Regions from separate parts of the Zea mays genome. Here all the other regions are linked to region 2. Evidence: chromatin contacts called from public Hi-C data. All regions are on one chromosome and are shown on one strand. Each heading gives the region's core, a stretch centred on a gene start, on an enhancer-like site or on the middle of the called end of the contact. The rest is flanking DNA. Distances are from core to core; before and after follow the strand shown.

What was found. A called contact is a pair of places that touch in the nucleus more often than the background predicts.
Region 1: a Hi-C map of ear shows a contact between it and region 2, with 2.3 times the contacts expected there. The contact joins the promoter of VP8 here to the promoter of LOC100191430 in region 2. A contact is called at or near these places in 6 of 25 Hi-C or Micro-C datasets (bundle sheath, ear, endosperm and 3 more).
Region 3: a contact with region 2 is called in a Hi-C map of ear, with 2.2 times the contacts expected there. The contact joins the enhancer-like site here to the promoter of LOC100191430 in region 2. A contact is called at or near these places in 2 of 25 Hi-C or Micro-C datasets (ear and leaf).

The regions. Positions count from the first base shown.
Region 1 is chr1:293,130,840-293,133,863 of Zm-B73-REFERENCE-NAM-5.0, forward strand. It overlaps VP8 (Probable glutamate carboxypeptidase VP8), which reads left to right and starts at 1,634. Exons shown (of 10, transcript NM_001127252.1): 1 at 1,634-2,578. The coding sequence starts at 1,634.
Region 2 is chr1:292,772,942-292,775,916 of Zm-B73-REFERENCE-NAM-5.0, forward strand. LOC100191430 reads right to left here and starts at 1,712. Exons shown (of 2, transcript NM_001136863.1): 1 at 191-1,712. The coding sequence starts at 1,514.
Region 3 is chr1:293,263,413-293,266,186 of Zm-B73-REFERENCE-NAM-5.0, forward strand. It overlaps AO1 (Indole-3-acetaldehyde oxidase), which reads right to left. Exons shown (of 10, transcript NM_001111838.1): 6 at 2,597-2,774; 7 at 2,287-2,382; 8 at 2,055-2,153; 9 at 1,775-1,964; 10 at 1,145-1,646. The coding sequence ends at 1,405. Among protein-coding and RNA genes, the nearest start is that of AO1, 7.5 kb to the right of the region's middle. Within about 2 kb of position 1,344, at least 17 of the 20 cell types and tissues checked have an H3K27ac peak or open chromatin away from gene starts, as enhancers often do. A contact at or near this core is called in ear and leaf, where this site is marked.

The DNA.
Region 1 (3,024 bases), core at 384-2,883, 360 kb after region 2:
TGTGTTAGATAATATTGTCGGCCCCTTAATCCCTTTTATATGGTGCAAGGTGAGCTGGGGGCTGCAAACATTAGGTTAGGTGCCCCCAAATCAAGGGCGTGTGGATTAGGGAGTTAGTTGGGTTAAGCCTAATTCGGTTCATGTTAACCGAATGTAGAATACACATCCAACACAATGAAGATATTTGTGGTCAGAGACTTAGAATGTTACAGCACTAAAATAGTAGCAAACAAGACAAACCCTTGTTCTGGAGTTATATTTTGGTTGTCAACAAAGTGTGAGTGCAAGTACCAACCACGTAGACTTATTTCGGTTGCCGACAAGATAGACCCTCGTCTTTTTTAGAGTGCGCGCGTTGCATGAACCATAAAAACTCACTGGATATTTGTGTTTAGAATTTAGATGAGAAGACATGAGTTAGAGGAACTAGTTAGGTATTTGTACGTTGTTATGGTTTCTATACACGCTTGAGTATAAAGTATAACACCCAAAGACATGTGTGTTTTGTTGGCTACGTGGTTGTGAATGTATGTTTGGAGCCAACAACCATGGTTTAAATCTATATATGTGCATAATTTTAGCTCTTTTTACTATTTAAATGTGGGGAAATGGTGGAAACAGGTAATTTACAGTAGTAGAGAAGAGATTAGTGCACAGTCCAACCTTGGGTTGCAATGATATGACAATACAAACCAATACCAAACTAGAATTTATCGTCCCGACATAACCTAAGTAGCGTAAATGATGCCATGAGACGAGGCACATAGGGCTAGCCCGGTCCAGGCTATGAGCCCAAGTAGTGGCAGATCTAGAATTTGAACCTAGAGTAGTTAAGAAGAAAATATTTTAAATGTAATATCGCCCATAATTCGGTACCACATATATAAATTCCATCAATTCAGTTCAAGAACAGAAAATAACAAAATGATCATAACACATTTAATTCATCAATTTAGGTTCCAAACTGTATAGATTTGTTTCCTTATGTCTAAACCATGAGAAATAGTTTTGTTTTTAAACCAAATTCTAGGATAGTTAGGGGCCTATCGAAGCTACCTGTTGGTTCTACCCTAAGCTCAAGTGCCTAATCCGGTCATGCAAAAGTCACTAAAAATTTAGAGCATGTTTGATTCGTTATCTAATTATCATAGTTTACCTATTTTTCTAAAGTTAGTTTTTTATTTAACCGACTAATCTATGTGATCATGTAAAATACTGTTTTATATTATAGGTATGCCATATTATTTTTGTGGCGAGATAACAGACAGGAGAGCTCTTGCCGATGCCGGCCGGACCCAGCCAATCTGCGTGTGCGCCGACTGTGCGGACACCTGAATGAACGTGCCGGAGTACCTGACCCGGACCGCAGTCGCTTCAGCTCAACTGATGGAGTGTGCAGTGGCAACGGAAAAGCTCCATTAACGGGGGTCGGGGCGTAAAGCTGCGTACGGCGGCACGGTGGTAGTGATACACACCGAAGCACCCAGGAAAGCATCCTGGCTCCTGTCCCTCCTCGCCATTTCACGAGCTCCCATTTCACACGCTCACTCCGTCACTCGCTCGCCTCCGCCGTCGCAAAGCCTGCCGGAACCGGCGTGTGCGGTCAGTTCCGGTGCCGCGCAGGGCCTGAGGAATGCCGCACTCCGTCCTGGCCCGTCTGCCCCCCGGCTCCGTCCGGCTCGTAGCTGCCTTCGGGCTGCTGCTCCTCGTCTCGCTGCTCGTTCTCCACCGCCGCCCCGGGAGGCCCCATGTGGCGGCGGCCGCCGCCAGCGACCGACTCACTGATCCCTCCCGGTCCCGGCTGTTCCTGTCGCAGTCCCCCGGGGCCAACGCGAGCATCGCGGCTGACCTCCGCGCGCTCACCGCGGGGCCGCACCTCGCGGGGACGCCTGCGTCGGCGGGTGCAGCCGCGCACGTGCTCGCCCGCCTCCGCGCCGCGGGACTCCAAACCCTAACGCGCGAGTACGAGCCGCTGCTCTCGTACCCTGGGCACGCCTCCCTCGCGCTGCTCCGGCCCGACGGGTCCCTGCTCGCGCGCCTGTCGCTCGAGGAGCCCGCGGACGAGGGGCGCCGCGTCGTGCCTCCGTACCACGCGTACGCGCCGTCCGGCGGGGCCGTCGCGGAGGCGGTGTTCGTCAACCTCGGCCGCGAGGAGGACTACGTCGTGCTCGAGAGGCTTGGAGTGGGCGTGCGCGGCCGCGTCGCGGTGGCGCGCCGCGGGGGTGGGTACCGCGGCGGGGTTGTGGCGCGCGCTGCGGACAAGGGAGCCGTCGCCGTGCTCATCGCGGGCAACGCGGACGGCGGCGTCGAGAGAGGAGTCGTTCTTCTCGGCGGCCCCGGCGATCCGCTCACCCCCGGGTGGGCCGCCACCAGCGGTGCGGAGCGTTTGAAGTTCGACGATAAGGCAGTCAAGCAGCGGTTTCCGAGTATCCCCTCCATGCCGGTGTCGGCCAAGACGGCAGCAGCGATCATTCGAAGCCTGGGCGGTCCGGCCATACCGGCGGAATGGAAGGACGGCCTCGGGGTGGATACCGGTGGTCTTGGACCTGGCCCCACGCTGGTCAACTTCACGTATCAGGTATAACTTGCTGTCTTGTTTCTGTATGATGGAGTGACAACAACACATGTATAAGGACAAATTTAATGGACAGCTAGATCCAAAAGACTATGCGGATTTGCTATGTTGTTGTGGAGTCATATGGCATGTTTTTGGTGTCTCGATTGGGAACTGGATGTAGGCAGTGAGTTGACGTTAGCTTAATATGGTATTGCTTGCTTCCTCTGTTATATCTTTCTGGATTGTCAGTCTATATTTGTGTGCTTCCATCTGTACAATATCCATGGATGTCTGATACCTAAATTATTCCATCTAAATTTTTCCATAGGCTACAATTAGGTGAGAAATTTGTAATTTGATTGGTGAAGTTCATTAACTGATTTTCTTCAACTTAAGACATTCCAGCTTAAGAAGGGTAGGCCTGGTGAGGTGGTGAGAGCTGTCTCACTGAGTCATTAGGTCACGCT
Region 2 (2,975 bases), core at 462-2,961:
AATCAGTTGCAAAATCAATCTACAAACCGAGCTGTTAATTTCGGTGTTATTATTGAAACGAGGACAATGTGGTGGGCTATTGTTGAGCAATCTGTAGTGACACGATACTGTTGAGCAATCTGTAATACTAATGATACGAGTAGGGACATAAAGGAGCAGGCCCAGATCTGAAGGTAGGCACGGCACTGACCTCGCCGGAGCTTGATCTTCTTCTTGTGGGTGACGATGGCGGGAGGCTTCCTGTTAGGGTCGGCTGTCTGCGTGGCCTTGGTGTCGTCCGGCGCGAACAGCACGGCGTCGATGCCCTGCACGGAGATCCTCCCGTCGGTGTAGATGTCCGGGTCGAAGAGGTAGGCGGAGCCCTCGCCCTGGCCGAACTTGACGGAGCCGTCGGCCTCCCGCGCCACGACCTTGTGCGGCAGGCGCAGCGTGTCGTAGCGCACCTTGCCGAAGCGGCGCACGGCGTTGTACATGGACTCCTCGGTCTGGTACTCGGGGATCATGTGGTAGTAGAGGATGTTCTCGGGCGAGCCGGGCTCGCTGAGCTGGTCCGTGGTGAGGCGCGCCATGGCCTCGTCGTTGGGGGCGAGCACGGTGAGGACGTAGCCCTCGGAGACGAGGCGGCCCATCTCGGTGGCGAGGGAGGTGAGGTTGACGAGGATGTCGGCGAGCTCGTTGTAGCCGCCGTAGAGGAGCAGCGTCTGGATGAAGTCCTTGACCTGGCTGTGGCCGTCGAAGTGGTGCTTCCCGGAGCCCGGGCCAGGCGCCGGCGCGGGGGCGATGGAGGGGCCGGGCGCCATGGCGTCCCAGACCGGGAGCACGGGGGGCGCGCCGGGGGCCACCGGCGGCGCGGGCTTCTTGAGGCGGTGCGTCCTGGGGTCCACCTCGGGCGCGCCCGTGGGCAGCACGGCCGAGATCGCCGCGAGGCTGCGGCGGCGGTTGAAGTCCTCCTGCACGGAGCGCGGCACGAGGAGGCGCTCGATGCCGTGGATGACCCCGTCGGGCCTGAGCACGGCGTCCGGGCGCGTGACGGCGGCGTGGCCGACGCGCATGCCGGCGCCGAGCTCGACCTCCTCGCCGGACAGCGTGGGGTGGGACGCCGCGGGCCAGGAGTCGGAGGGCAGGCGCGAGGGGAGGACGTGGTAGAGCAGCAGCGCCTGCAGCGACCTGAGGTTGCGCGGCTCCAGCAGGAAGCGCTTGAACTCCGGGTCCAGGTCCCGCTCCAGCGCCTCGTTCCGCGGCGCGAAGATGGTGACGTTGTGCTTCCCGACGGCGTCCTCCAGCGTCTGCAGGAGCAGCGCCTTCTCCACCAGTTCCGCCAGCTCCGTGTAGTGCGAATCCAGCAGCGCCACCAGCACGGAGTTGGAGTTGACTCCGACCGCCGCTGCGCCGGTAGCGCCGGAGCCGGTGGCTGGCAATGTGGGTTCCTGCGGCGCCGTCTCCTCGGGCGCCGCCCCTGCCCCCACCAGGAGCAGGAGGAACAAGGCGAGGGCGCCGTGCACCGGCGCGCCCATGCCTGCGCGCGCGGCCTCTGCTCCCTGCGGATTGCCCTGCCTCCGCCGCCGCTCGGTGGGTGGTGCGTGCTGCGCTGCGGCGTCTAGCGCTCTTGTGCCTAGCTAGGTCGATTTGTTGGTTGGGGAAGACAGCGAGGGAGTAGTAGTAGCTAAATGGAGGTGGGTATTGTGAGCCTTTCTTTTGTGTGTGTGTGTTTTTTCCTGCTTTGTAGTATGGACTATGGAGAGAGAGAGAGAGAGAGAGAGAGAGCAGAGTGAGGCGTGCGACTGTGTGTGTGTGAGAGCTTGCTTATCAGTGAAGAGAGAGAGAGAGGATGGAGGACAGGTCGGGGAAGCAGAGCCAAAGCCAAGCTAGCCAGCCGACGGAAGGAGCGAGAGAGACGTGAGACGCGGTGTGGTGGGTGGGGACAGCGAGAGGGCACAGGCTGGCATGCGGGGCCGGACGGAGGGAAGTGTCGGTGTGCCCAGCTGCAGCGCACACAAGGTTCGCGTGTGCGTAAGCAGGAAAATGGCGAGAGTCGCGAGACGCAATGGTAAGGTGAAGGGCGTCGGGCCGTGTCTCTCTGCGGGCCAGGCAGCCCAGGTAGCCGCCGGAGAGCCCCCAGGCCGCATGCGGGCGGGTGGGCGGGCGCGGCAACCCCGCGGTTTTCGTCCCCGGCGCGCGAGCATTTCTGCCGTTTTCGGGCGCTTTTCACGGTGCCCGCCGCGTTTTTTCGAGCAGGCGATGAGTACCGTCGCCACGGATTTATGTGTCTGACTACTCATCAATACTCAGGTCGTTCGTCGGCGTATGAGATTTTGGGCTGAGAAGGCAGCGGTCAGAAGTTTTGCGCAGCATGTCTCCAAGCAAAACGCCGTCCGTCTTCCTGTAAGGCCTAAAAGGTGTATAGAAAAAAAATATAATAATAATAAAATAAAAATATGAGGTAATAAAATAGTAAACTTAAATTACATTTGAGTATGGGAATTTGAGGACTCAATTTTGGAAACCAAGAAATATTTTAGAAAAGAATTAATAGAAAAGATTCCTATCCAACTAAATAATTATGCATATCATCAAATAATGCACCATAATCCTTTATTTACATGAATAATAAATTTGAAGTAACTTTTACTCCCTATTTCACAAGCAAAATACTATTTTCCTAAAATGAAAGAAGGCAATATGAGTGTGCTTTATAGTTCAAACGTTTAGCAAACAAATAAATTAATTAGAATAAATATGTATACCTAATGTATCATGTTGGAGTTCATTCGATTGTGCATTGAATAATAACACTAGTACCAATAAAAAAATATAATAATGAATTGAGATTTGAATTGGAACCCAAATTAACATTGGGATTAAAAATAGAAGGAGAAAAATATTACACAATACAAAAAAAATTATAAATAAATAAATTTATTCTATAAGTAGTATGATCAAACTATACACCTAAATGTTGGGTACAGAATGCGCCA
Region 3 (2,774 bases), core at 94-2,593, 490 kb after region 2:
TGGTATCTATTTCAGATATGTTTCTAGCATGATGAGTGATCACTGTTTGGAGTAGTTCACATTGTTCACATGTGACTGACACTTAGTTGATTTCCTGCTTACTATATGCTTAGTGTTGTCTTTGTGGTGAACATCTCTTTGAAATGCTTAAAACTAAATCAAAATACTTACACTTCACATATCTTGTGCATATGCCCAGTTTGAGCATCTGCTACCACATGCATTTATTGCTGCACATTTAGCACAACACCACTTAGAGCATTTTTTACACTCTGGCTGGTATACTCCTGAAGCTCATGCATTTTCTCTATTTTATACTCTTTGTTGCATTTCTGTTTTTTTTCTCTCAGGGGAGGTTCTCTTGTCAAGGGGGAGTTTTTTCTTTCTACCCTATCTGTGCTTGATGAGTTCACTTGTCAATAAGGGGAGAGATTTTGAGATTTCCTGTTTTCTCTATCTAGGGGGAGAATTATGTCTTTCGGGCTTCCTCTCATTCAAGAGGGTGAGATATGTTATTTGGAGCTATTGCTAGTTGTGTTGAGTCGTTTGCCTCGTTCTGGAAGAAGATTTTAGCCTTTTGTGTTGATCTTATGCTCTGAATTGGTTTTTTATGCTCTGATCTTCTTTTGTGCTCCGATGAGATCTTGGCTTTTGGCTAGTGGTGTTGAACCCTGCTTTTGCTTTTTATTGAGGGCTAGCCTTTTCTTGCTTTGTCGTGTTGAGCCGTTGCCCATTTCTTTGGGGACCAAGTTTTGCTTACTCTAAATGACTTGTCTGGTTTTTATCTCTTATGGTCATTTGATTGAATTTCTCTTCTCCTTCCTCTTTCTGTTTACATATGCTCAAATGGTGGTGTTGACAATGCACTCATTAAGGGGGAGATTGAGAACACAAGGTTGACTTGTCCTTTGTGGTTCGGGTTGATGATGAGTGATTGTCAACAGGTAGCACTATGTGGTAGTATCGAAAATGCCTCTTATTTTTTTGTGATTTCATTTTCATATCGAAAATGGGATATTATGTGTGTTTGCTGCATCAATTTCCTAGCTTGGTGTTTAATGCTTATCAGGATTTTATTTTTCGGTGCACAATAGCGGATTTCTGTGATTTATACTTGAATTAAATTATTTGCTGATCTAATCATACAGAAAATAAATAGCTTATGACATCTTATTTTACAAAATATTCAACAGTCGTGCCGGTAGTGCGTGGGAGATGTGCATAATTTTTTCTAGTGATTATTAGTACGAAGCACTTTTATTTTTCACTCTATATACTGTTCATCGCTCCTCGCAGTTCCTGAGTTCCCCCAATTCTCTCTCCTCTGTACTGTACTGTCTGTACATCAGGGCAGCACACATCATCTCTGGCAGTGCGCCGACTGCACCCTGAGGCCTGCTGGATCTATGCTTTCGCTGTGTTTGGGCCGGCACTGGCGGCAGACACGTTCTCGAGGTACCTCTCCACGACGTCGAGGCCGCAGAGCTCCTTGACGACGGGCATCGTCGCCGGCACGTCCATCTGGAATGTGACGGCGGATTTCGCGGGGCTGGTGCTGACCGAGAACTCCTTCCTCGCCGCCCTGATGGCCTCCCTCATCGCGCAGTGCACCGAGGCTGCGAGAACCAGCGGCGGCTCGCCCGACGCTGCAAACAAGTCCCCGGTATGTCAGGATTTTGGTTTTTTTTTCATATGCAGTTACCAGAATTTGATGATGTCCGCATGAGTGTTGAGAATGTGGAGAGGGGATGAAACATTGTGAGGAGATACTTGCCTTTGGAAGATAGGACACGCTTCTTGTCAGGGGCGCTGTTAAACATCTCAACATTGAACTCCTTCGGGATATTATCCACCGTGGGGATCTTGTACGTCCATGTGCCGTCGTGGATGACCAAGCCGTCGGAATTCGTCTTGTAGTCCTCGTTCGTGAAGAACCCTATTCCTTGGACAAAGCAGCCCTCGATCTGGATAAATGATGAACAGTGTTTTTAGAGGAGGAGCACATTTTTGTTGATACAATGGTCTGCGTGAACTGTGTTCATTTTATAGCTGACCTGGCCCAAGTCTACAGCAGGGTTTAGGCTCTGCCCGCAGTCATACACCAGGTCGCTTCGCAGAATTGTGGTTGCTCCTGTTAGGATATCAACTTCCACCTGCGATGACCATTTGCAAAATCCCAATGAAATGTCAGGTTTAAAGAACTTTAGCTGCAAATCTGCAACCTCCAACAAAATCGCTTGCTAATTGCGCTTGTGCTGTTAGTATTGTATTTTGGATCAAGGATACCTCACTGGTGCCAGCTCCGTAGTTCAAGTAGCTCTTGAAAGATGGATCAGGAGTCCAGTACGCCTGTGCTGATAGGTTCACACTCGCCATGCTTGCCTGTAAATGAGGAACAAATGTCATGAATAATTTAAACTGCTTGATATTGAGTTCCAGTTCCTTAAACTTATTTGACATTGCTACCGACTGCAATACATTAATGATGGAATGAAGGGAGGCAAACAGATTTGAGTAACTTTATTTCTTGGCATCTCTTTCAATCATATTAAGTGGCATGTTACCAACAGAGTTAGAGTTAAGTTATTATCCTCACCTGAGCAATCAAGGCACTCCATTCCACTGTGTTGGACTTAGCTTCGAGACTCTCCTTGATAGGCTTCAGCCTCTCAACAAGTGCAACACACGATTGCCGAACTGCTTCACAGCTAGTTTCAGAAGTGGTGCTCCCAGCAGTCATACCTCCTTGGATCAGGCTTAATGTGTCTGCCTGG